Regions from separate parts of the Rattus norvegicus genome. Here region 1 is linked to region 2. The links are chromatin contacts, called in public Hi-C maps. All regions are on one chromosome and are shown on one strand. The core of a region is the stretch at or near the end of the contact, and the rest is flanking DNA. Distances in the headings are between cores, read along the strand shown. Region 1 overlaps Hsf2bp (heat shock transcription factor 2 binding protein). Region 2 has its middle 48 kb from the start of Cryaa.

Evidence for each region. A called contact is a pair of places that touch in the nucleus more often than the background predicts.
Region 1: a contact with region 2 is called in a Hi-C map of liver, with 3 times the contacts expected there. The contact joins two enhancer-like sites. A contact is called at or near these places in 3 of 12 Hi-C or Micro-C datasets (kidney and liver).

What each region holds. Positions count from the first base shown.
Region 1 is chr20:10,046,751-10,051,418 of GRCr8, reverse strand. The region is part of intron 7 of Hsf2bp (heat shock transcription factor 2 binding protein); the gene reads left to right. Among named protein-coding and RNA genes, the nearest start is that of Hsf2bp, 72 kb to the left of the region's middle. Within about 2 kb of position 3,273, at least 7 of the 93 cell types and tissues checked have an H3K27ac peak or open chromatin away from gene starts, as enhancers often do. A contact at or near this core is called in liver, where this site is marked.
Region 2 is chr20:9,830,951-9,835,289 of GRCr8, reverse strand. No RefSeq gene overlaps it. Among named protein-coding and RNA genes, the nearest start is that of Cryaa, 48 kb to the right of the region's middle. Within about 2 kb of position 1,514, at least 12 of the 93 cell types and tissues checked have an H3K27ac peak or open chromatin away from gene starts, as enhancers often do. A contact at or near this core is called in liver, where this site is marked.

The DNA of each region.
Region 1 (4,668 bases), core at 2,024-4,523, 210 kb before region 2:
CCCCTGCCAGAGGCAGTTGCCTGTAAGGGCTGGGTAGGGGAAGTGATAGCTTTCCCAACAAACAGAAAGCAACTTTACAAGGGTTCTGAGGAATGTGGAGTTTAGGCTTTTGTTTGCCCACTAGTGATCCTTCTGTTGACCTGGTCAGAGTCCAGCCTGAGCGGAGGTTAGACTGTGTCATTCAGGACAGTATCAGCGACACTGCCATCTGGGGGCTTGCTCTGGACCCAACAGTTTCTCTATATTTGTGTTATGGCCTTATCCACATAAAAGAGGCCTTTTACTTACAGGGTAACAGCCTTACTCTGAGTATTGCACACACAGTGGCTATTTTCATTAATTTATAGATGTATTCACTTTACATCTCCATCATGGCCTCCCTCCCTCTTCTCCTCCAATGTATTCCCTCACAACCCCCTCCCTCATCACTCCCGTCCCTTCTCCTCAGAAGCACCATGCGTACCAGCCTGCCCTGGCACATCAAGTCATAGCAGGACTCAGTGCATCCTCTCCCACTGAGGCCAGACAGGCAGCCCAGCCAGGAGAAAGGGATCCAAAGGCAGGCGACAGAGTCAGAGACAGCCCCACCCCCGCTCCGACTGCTAGGGGACTCACACGAAGACCAAGCTGCACATCTACTACAAACGTGGGGAGGGGAGGCTAGGTTGGGCCCATGCATGCTCCTTGGTTGGTGGGTCAGTCTCCATGACCCTGCATGGGCCCAGGTTAGTTGACTCTGTAGATCTTCCTGTGGTGTCCTTTACCTCTCTGGCTCCCTCCATCCTTCTGCTCCCCCTACCCCCTATTCTTTCACAAGACTCCCTGAGCTTGGCTGTGGGCCTCTGCATCTGTTTCTTTCCATCAGCTGCTGAATGAAGCCTCTCGGAGGACATAGTAAAAACGGCCATTGCACCAAAAGGAATCTGCACATTCAATGCAATTCCCACCAGGTTTCCAACACAGTTCTTTACAGAGCTTGGAAGAACAATTCTCAACTTCATATGGAAACACAAAAACCCAGGAGAGCTAAAACAGTCCTGTACAATAAAAGAACTTCTGGAGGTGTCACCATCCCTGACCTCAAGCTGCACTACAGAGCAACAGTAATGAAGCCACATAGTATTGAGATAAAAACAGACAGGTTGGGGTTGGCGATTTAGCTCAGTGGTAGAGCGCAAGGCCCTGGGTTCAGTCCTCAGCTCCAGAAAAAACAAACAAGCAAACAAAAAACCCAAAACAGACAGGTGGATCAATGGGATAAAATCGAAGAGCCAAAAATAAGCTCAAATATGAATACTTGATTTTTGACAAACCAAAACATACAATGGAAAAGAGCGCCTTCAGCAAATGATGCTGGTCTAGCTAGATGTCTGCATGTAGAAGAATACAAACAGATTCATATTTATCACCCTGCACAAAACTTCAAGTCCAAATGGATCAAAGACCTCAACACAAAACTGGATATACTAAATTTAATAGAAGAGAAACGGTGAACTGCCTTGAACACATTGGCACAGGAGACAACTTCCTGAACTGAACACCAATGGCTCAGGCACTAAGACCAACAATTAATAAATGGGACCTCATGAAACTGAAAAGCTTCTGTAAGGCAAAGGACACCATCTAATAGGACAAAATAGCAGCCTACAGAATGGGAAAAGATCTTCACCAACCGTACATCTGAGAGAGGACTAATATCCAAACTATATAAAGAACTCAAGAAATTTAACAGTAAGCAAATAATCCAATTTAAAAACAGGTACAGAGCTAAACAGAGAATTCTCAACAGAGGAATCTCTGATGGCCAAGAAGCACTTATAGTGGATATTTTAAGTATTATTGGCAAGACAGCCAAAACCCTGCTGTCATGAAGCTTTTAGTCTGGTGGGAAAAGAGAGAAGGTCGTTTTGCAGAAGTGGTATACACTGAGTATGAACACCCCATGGTCCCTGGTACTATTTAAAGAGGGTCTGGGAAAGAGGTCTCTCGGTGGAGAGGCCTGGCTAGCAGAAGTATGTGTGAAAAGTATTCCTTGGGAATGTCTTGTCCCTGCCCTCTGTCCCCTTTCTCTGCCCCCGATCCACCACGAGGTTAAAAAGCCCTTCCAGCACATTCTCCTATCAACAGGAGGCTCTGCCCAAGCGTCGGAAGCCATGCAACTGTGGCCTAGACTTCCCTAAACCACAAGTCAAGGTGAATCTTTCTTCAAGTGTCTCTGTTAGATACTTGGTCACAGAGAGGAGGAGCCCTGTAATAAGTTTAGGGAATGAAGACAGATTGGCTGGAGAGTGAGCGAGGAGATGATGTAAGATTTGATGCATTCTTTAAGTTTCCGTCTCTGTTTAAATCCATCTACTTTCAGCCTTTCCTGTTAGAATATGCCATGGTCTGAACTGTGCCCTACAGGCTGAAGGTCTGATCTGAGAAGGTCACTGTACTTGAAGACAGGGTCTTTCAGAGGTAATTAAGTTAATGAGTTCACTGTGGTAGTCCTCTATCCAATCTGACTGTTGTCTTCATGAGAACACTCAGAGGGGCGGCCGTGTGAGGACACGGGGAAGATGCCGGCTGCACACTGAGGAGCGGCCTGAGGAGCAGCCAGCTGCTGGCACCCGACTCTGACTCCAGCCTCCGGGACTGTAATGAGTAACTTTCTTTTGTTTACACCCTGCTCTGTGATGTTGCTGTGGCAGCCGGCGCTGCCCTGAGCATGTTAATCAGCTGGGTCGATTCCCTGTGTGTGTCTGCGTCTGCTTCCCATGCTTGGTCTCCTCTTCTTTTTAAAGATCTGCTTTTATTTTATCTCTTGTAGTAGAGTTATTTTATGTCTATCTCTTACCCAGTGTCTGCTCTGGAGGCCAGAAGAGGGCGTCTGATTGTCTGGAACTGGAGCTGCATGTGGTCGTGAGCTGCCATGAGTGACGGGAACCGAACTCAGGTCCTCTGCAAGAGCAGCAAGTGCTCGTAAGGGCTGAGCCATCCCTCCAGCGCCTTCTTTCTCTTCTTACTGTGCTATGTAGAGTTGAAAACTGGGTTAACCAGAGAAACAGAGCAGTGCCCCTGAATAATGACATTTATTGGAGACGGACAGAGGAGTGCAGTGGACACAGGTGTGCCCTGGTAAACTGCCATATTAAGGGCTTGAGCTGAGGAGACGTTGTCAAAAGTGAAGTGAAGATTATGTAACCTTGTGAAACAATACTCCTTGGCTACAAGGATCAATAAAGTGACGACAGTCCAAGGTTCTGCACGCTGCTGGCAGGCTGTCCCTGAAGAGGTACTTTCCGGACAAGGCTACAGTGACCTCAGTGCAAAACTAGTCCCTGCAGTCGATCGTGAACCACCATGAGAGCCCCCTCCTTCATACCGTCCAATAGTCTTTAATTAATTTGGTTTGGATTTGACAGCTCAACACAGTACTGTACTGACTCTGACAGCTTTTGATGAGCTATGCTTTGCTGGGTAACAGGAACTGAGGGAAGGAGGTCTTTACACTGACATTCTCTGTTAATCTAGGTGGGATTTGAGTTGTGTCTAATGTCAGGCTCTTGCTTCTCTCCCCTGTTGGCTTTTACATTTCCTGGGTCTTCTTCCTGAGATGAGATTTGTGTCTGGCATTCCCTGAGCTGTAGACCCCCATGGAACTGTAGTTGGTACTGCTGTGAAGTAGAGTGTGGGAGAGGAGTGAAAATGTCCTGTCAAAGGACAAAAACTTCATCTTAGTGGCACGTGTCTCTGGGCTGTAACTGTCACCAATATTTCTCCTCAAGTGTGACCTGAATCTTTTTCTGAGGACCAGCTTTGCTATGTAGAGGGCACGCTACTTGTTAGGGGCCTACCTTTCTCCCTGTCACAGCCTCTAGACGGCCAAGAGGACCTGGTGAGATGCCAACAGCAAACCCTAAGACGATGGCCCTGGGAGAGCCCAAGGCCCCAGCTGTTTGTTTTCCAGGGAAGCAGATCTCGCTGACTCCAGATTTCGCAGTGATGGTGCTGTTGGAGTTCAGCCCTCAGATGGATCAAAAGTTCATCCCTTTTGTTGTGAGGATTCAGAGATAGCTTTGAGGTGCTGTCTGTGTCACTGATGAGACAGCTCAGCTGAACTTTGGAGGAAGGGCATTTGAAATGGGGCAAGGTGTACTGGGTGAAAGGACAGACAGTAATGGGGAAAGCAAGGGCAAGGCAGTGTCCTAGTGTTTAGAAGGATGGCACCCACGTGGGGGAGCAACGGGGAAGCAGCAGAACTGATGGGCGAGACTTCTGCCATGCACAAGGCTGTGTTTTTGTCAAAAGCGTGAAGCAGAGAGGGGTGCATTTTGATTTCCACTTAGGAAGCATCATTCTTGCCACAGGAAAATTCGGAAGTGTTAAACGGGCCTCCGCAGCTCACTGGGCAAGAGAGCTCTGTCTGGGGTGTAGTCATTGTAGACTTCTGATGGGTGAGAGTGTCAGTGCCCACTTAATGAGAGTTGGACTTTGATGTTGTACAAGCACATGTGGCATTAAACACCCAAGGTGAGCTTTCCGTCAGGCTGCTCAATAGGAAATCCAGATTTCAGAGAGAGGGGCGTTAGGGGAACAGAAGAGCAGCACCGGTGAGCATGGCTGAGGCCACCTAAGGAGACAAGTGGGGAGAAGGACGTGGGACTGAGGCAAAGGCATGAGAGG
Region 2 (4,339 bases), core at 265-2,764:
AGGGAGACACAACAACCAAGAAAGTCCTTACAGGGAAAAAGTGAGAAACTGCCCTTTTCCGGCCTGTAGGTTCGAGCGGTGGTGTGCCGGGAACACACAAGAGCTTCCTGAAGGACAGAGGTAGCTTTTTTTCAACCACACCCCTCAGGTTTGCCCCTTAAACCATGGCTTGTAGTGCTGAGCCTAGAGGCCAACTTCTGTGCCTTACCTTGACTCTGGTACTCAGCCTCTATAGTGGAGAATGAGCCTCCGTGAGCCCAAGACAAGGAGTCCCCTTCTCCCTGACATCCAGCTGCAAGCCTGTAGTGGTATTCTCAGCCAGGCCATGATACGGAAGCCCACAGAACAGTTTGTAGGCTTTGGGGGGCCCACAAACTGAATCCTGTTAGCCCCTGGGGGGCCCACAAACTGAATCCCGTTAGTCCCTGCATCTCCCCAGGTCCGCTCTTGTAAGCTTCTCTTAGTTTCAGCACCTTGAACACAGAGTGCTCTGTTTGGACTGTGTGACTCCAAGAGACTGGAGTAGTGGAGGGAGGGTCCAGACCATGGTCTCTCCATCTTGGACAGTGTTTACGTCCTCAGAGTTGGTCAACGGTAGCCACCGTGCTCACCTTCCTGCCCTGGTGGCCTTGGGACAGGGAAACCAAGTGAGAAGTCAGTATGTCGTACTGCAGTGACAGGATCCAAAAGTGTGCCTCCCCCTCCCCTAAGTATATTCGTTGATACCTAACCTAGTCCTAGGAATGGGCGCCACCCCCCAAGAAAGGAGGTAGGGTCTATGAACGTTAATCCTGACTGTTGACTTAATGGGATTTGGCGTTGCCACGGAGATGAGCATCTGGTTGTATCTGTGTTTTCGGACTTGATTAGCTGAATTAGAGAGAACCATTCTAAAGTGAGGTGGCATCCCCTAGGCTGGGGTTCCCAACCGAGCGCAAAGGAGAAAGAGAACTGAAGACCAGCATCTACCTCTGTTCCCTGACTGGCCAGCTACCTCACGTTCCCGCTGCTATCACTTCTCCTACCGGGACAGACTGTGTGCCCTCCAACTGGGAGCCAAAATAAACCCTTACCTACTGTAGTTGCTTCCTCGGTCTGCTATTTTGTTCACAGCCGTGAGAAAAATAATAAGCATAGGGCCCTAATAGAAAGGGACCCCAGAGATCTCCCCTTTCCCTTCACCCGGTCAGCACCCAGCAAGGAAATACTGTGTGTACCAAGAAGAAAGTCGCCCTCACCCGACACAGAACTTTTCAAGCATCCTGATATTGGGCATCGGTCTCAGAACAGTGAGTGAGGGACCAAGTTTTCCTCTGTGGCCTATTCACGGCGACTTTTGGTACGGCAGCCCAGATAGACTCCAGCAGACAGTAGCAGTAACAGCCCTTTCATTTTAAGGGACAGAACAGCTGCCTCTCCAACACAAGTTCCCTGTCACTCCACGGACCCAGACAGATCCTACAGGAGCATCAGGATCAGAGAGCTGCCCTCCCAGACTCTATTCCTGGAGCTCAGCTGCAGCTGACTCATTCCTCGCACCAGTGACCTGTCAACGTGTGGACGTACGTGACTCAGCCAGTGTCGCTTGGCCCAACCCATGTTACCTGCCCAGAGACCAGCTGGGTATCCCTTCCCCCAGGACAACCCCACCCTGCTCACTTAGCCTTAACCCAGATGCCCGCCCCAGCCTCCTCCCGCCATGCAGCCTCTGTTTCCCCAGCTCCCACCCTATTGCAAGATGAAGTAATCCCAGGAACCAGCAGGCTCAGTGTGGGACCAGAGCCAAAGTCCTAGTCACACAGGCATGGCAGGCCTAGACCGGCTTGCTGCACCCTCTGGCGAATAGCAAAATGGCAACACTGCCCCCTAGGGGATAGTCTCCCTGGCCAGCCCGATCTAGAAGAAGGGACTTTTTGCATGACCTCTGGTACACACACACACACACACACACACACACACACACACACACACACAACCTTGGGGACTCTTGGCAGCTCTTTCTCTGGGCCTCACCTCTTTGTCCTCAGGTACCTGAACCCTGGCACTGGCCCTCGGTGATGTTCTTATGGTGACTCTAAGCTTAGCCTCCGCACCCAGATATTGATGTCTACTCTGGTACCAGGGATTTTCTTGCAGCTCACAGAGACCTACCTAGCCCTCTGCTTGTTCATGTTTCTTCCAGACAAACGGTACCCATGAGCAGAGTGGCAGGCATGGGTTCGAAGCCCACCTTGACCAGGTATCCTATGCACGGGAGATACCAGTAGGCCAGGAGCGAGAGGCAGAGTGAGAGCCATACACGGACATATGGTGAATTCAGGGCAAAACGAGCCTAACTCTTCACACAACTACAGAACTGTGGAGTCAGAAGCCTGAGGCTGAAGCAGAGGCCTCCTTTGTTCCCTTCCCGCCTGAGGGCTTGAGGATCCTTCTGACACCCCGAGCCCAGAAGCAGCCTTTACAGCCTGCCTTGATTTTCAAGGAGCCTCCCTGCAGCTCGGCTGGCTGCCTAAAAATGTTCCAGGGCTGGCTCTTGAGCCACAGTGCCCTCAGTCCCCTCGGAGGTGTCTGTGGAAGTGGTGGGAGCCAGGTCCTTCCTCAGGGGAAACCCGGTGTGGCCAGGAACTCCCACCATTAGCCCAGGCTGGGAGAACACACTTAGCCCATGGTCTCTTGGAGAGCCGATTGGAGTGCTTTCTGCTGACTCAGCACACCCCTGGGCAGGGAGTCTCTTGGGAGCACCTCTACTGGGGCTCCAGACGGGACTGCAGACTCCAGAGTAGCTGGCAAAGCAACTCCAAGATTCGTCCATTTGTTCATCTCCTGCTAGGAAGTCTCGCCAGGCATAGCTGTGCTGTTGTGCAGTCTCTGAGGATGAGGCTCTGGGGTCTGCTGGCACTTCCAGTCAGCCTTTCTAACTGTCACATACGGGGTGTGGGACTCCACTCTTTTTTTTTATTTTATTTATTTATTTATCATATATAAGTACACCATGTCTGTCATGATGCAAAAGAGGGCATCAGATCTCCTTTACGGATGGTGGTGAGCCGCCATGTGGTTGCTGGGATTTGAACTCAGGACCTCTGGAAGAGCAGTCAGCGCTCTAACCACTGAGCCATCTCTCCAGCCCCAAGTCCATTCTTCCTATGTCCTCTCACCTCTTTTGCAGGGACGAACCTCCACAAAAGAGCTATTCAAGTTTATCTTTCCTTCTTACGTACACACGCCCCCAGCCTTGGCAAGACCCCAGAGGACAATACCAACGTGCTTGGAAGGACTGCTGACCTTTCAACACCTCCTGGTCACATCCTTCTCATAGACCTGCAGCGTTCTCAGATCTTGGATGGAATCCGCTGTCCAGACCCCAGGCTTTACACCCTTACCCACATTCCTCTCCTCTCAACAGCAGAAAGAGCTAACAGAAACAATGGCCTAGGTGGGGGTTGGGAGAAGGGCACAGCAGAGACTGCCACCAAGCTGGCCTGCTTCCACCATGGGAAGAAAAGCAAGCATGTATGTACATGGCTGATTGGTGACTGGGGACAGCGGGCATTTACTAAGTTGCTGTTCTGGGACAAGGGAACACAGAACTGGCAAGGGCAAGGCTAAAGGAAGGTGCTGTCACTCAAATGTGTTTGGCCTTGGCACCCTATGAATCAGAGCCCAGTGAGTCCAGGAGAAGAGGCCAGGCTGGCTGGACTCAGTGTCAGACCCAGTGTCTTAGTTGGGGTTTCTATTCCTGCACAAACAGCATAACCAAGGAGCAAGTTGGGGAGGAAAGGGTTTATTCAGCTTACACTTCCACACGGCTGTTCATCACCAAAGGAAGTCAGGACTGGAACTCAAGCAGATCAGGAAGCAGGAGCTGAGGCAGAGGCCATGGAGGGATGTTGCTTGCTGGCTTGCTTCCCCTGGCTTGCTCAGCTTGCTCTCTTATAGAACCCAAGACCACCAGCCCAGGGACAGCACCGCCCATAATGGGCTTGACCACTAATTGAGAAAATGCCTTACAGCTTGGTCTCATGAAGGCGTTTTCTTCAGTTGAGGCTCCTTTCTCTGTGGTAACTCCAGCTTGTGTCCAGTTGACACCTAAAACCAGCCAGTATACCCAGAATCCTTCTGCTCCTTCTTTGACTCCTCGGTTGCTTTTCAGACAAGGCCCTGCACCCACAAAGAAGGAAGCCATACTTGCAGCAGACTAGGGAGATAGATTGCCACTGGAAGGTAAGGTCACAGCAGGAGCGTTCCCTGAGGCCAATGCTGATTGTCCTAACAAATGCTGGGTCACATCAGGAACCTGGTCAGTCACACTACTGTGACACCTTTCCAGTCCCTGCTC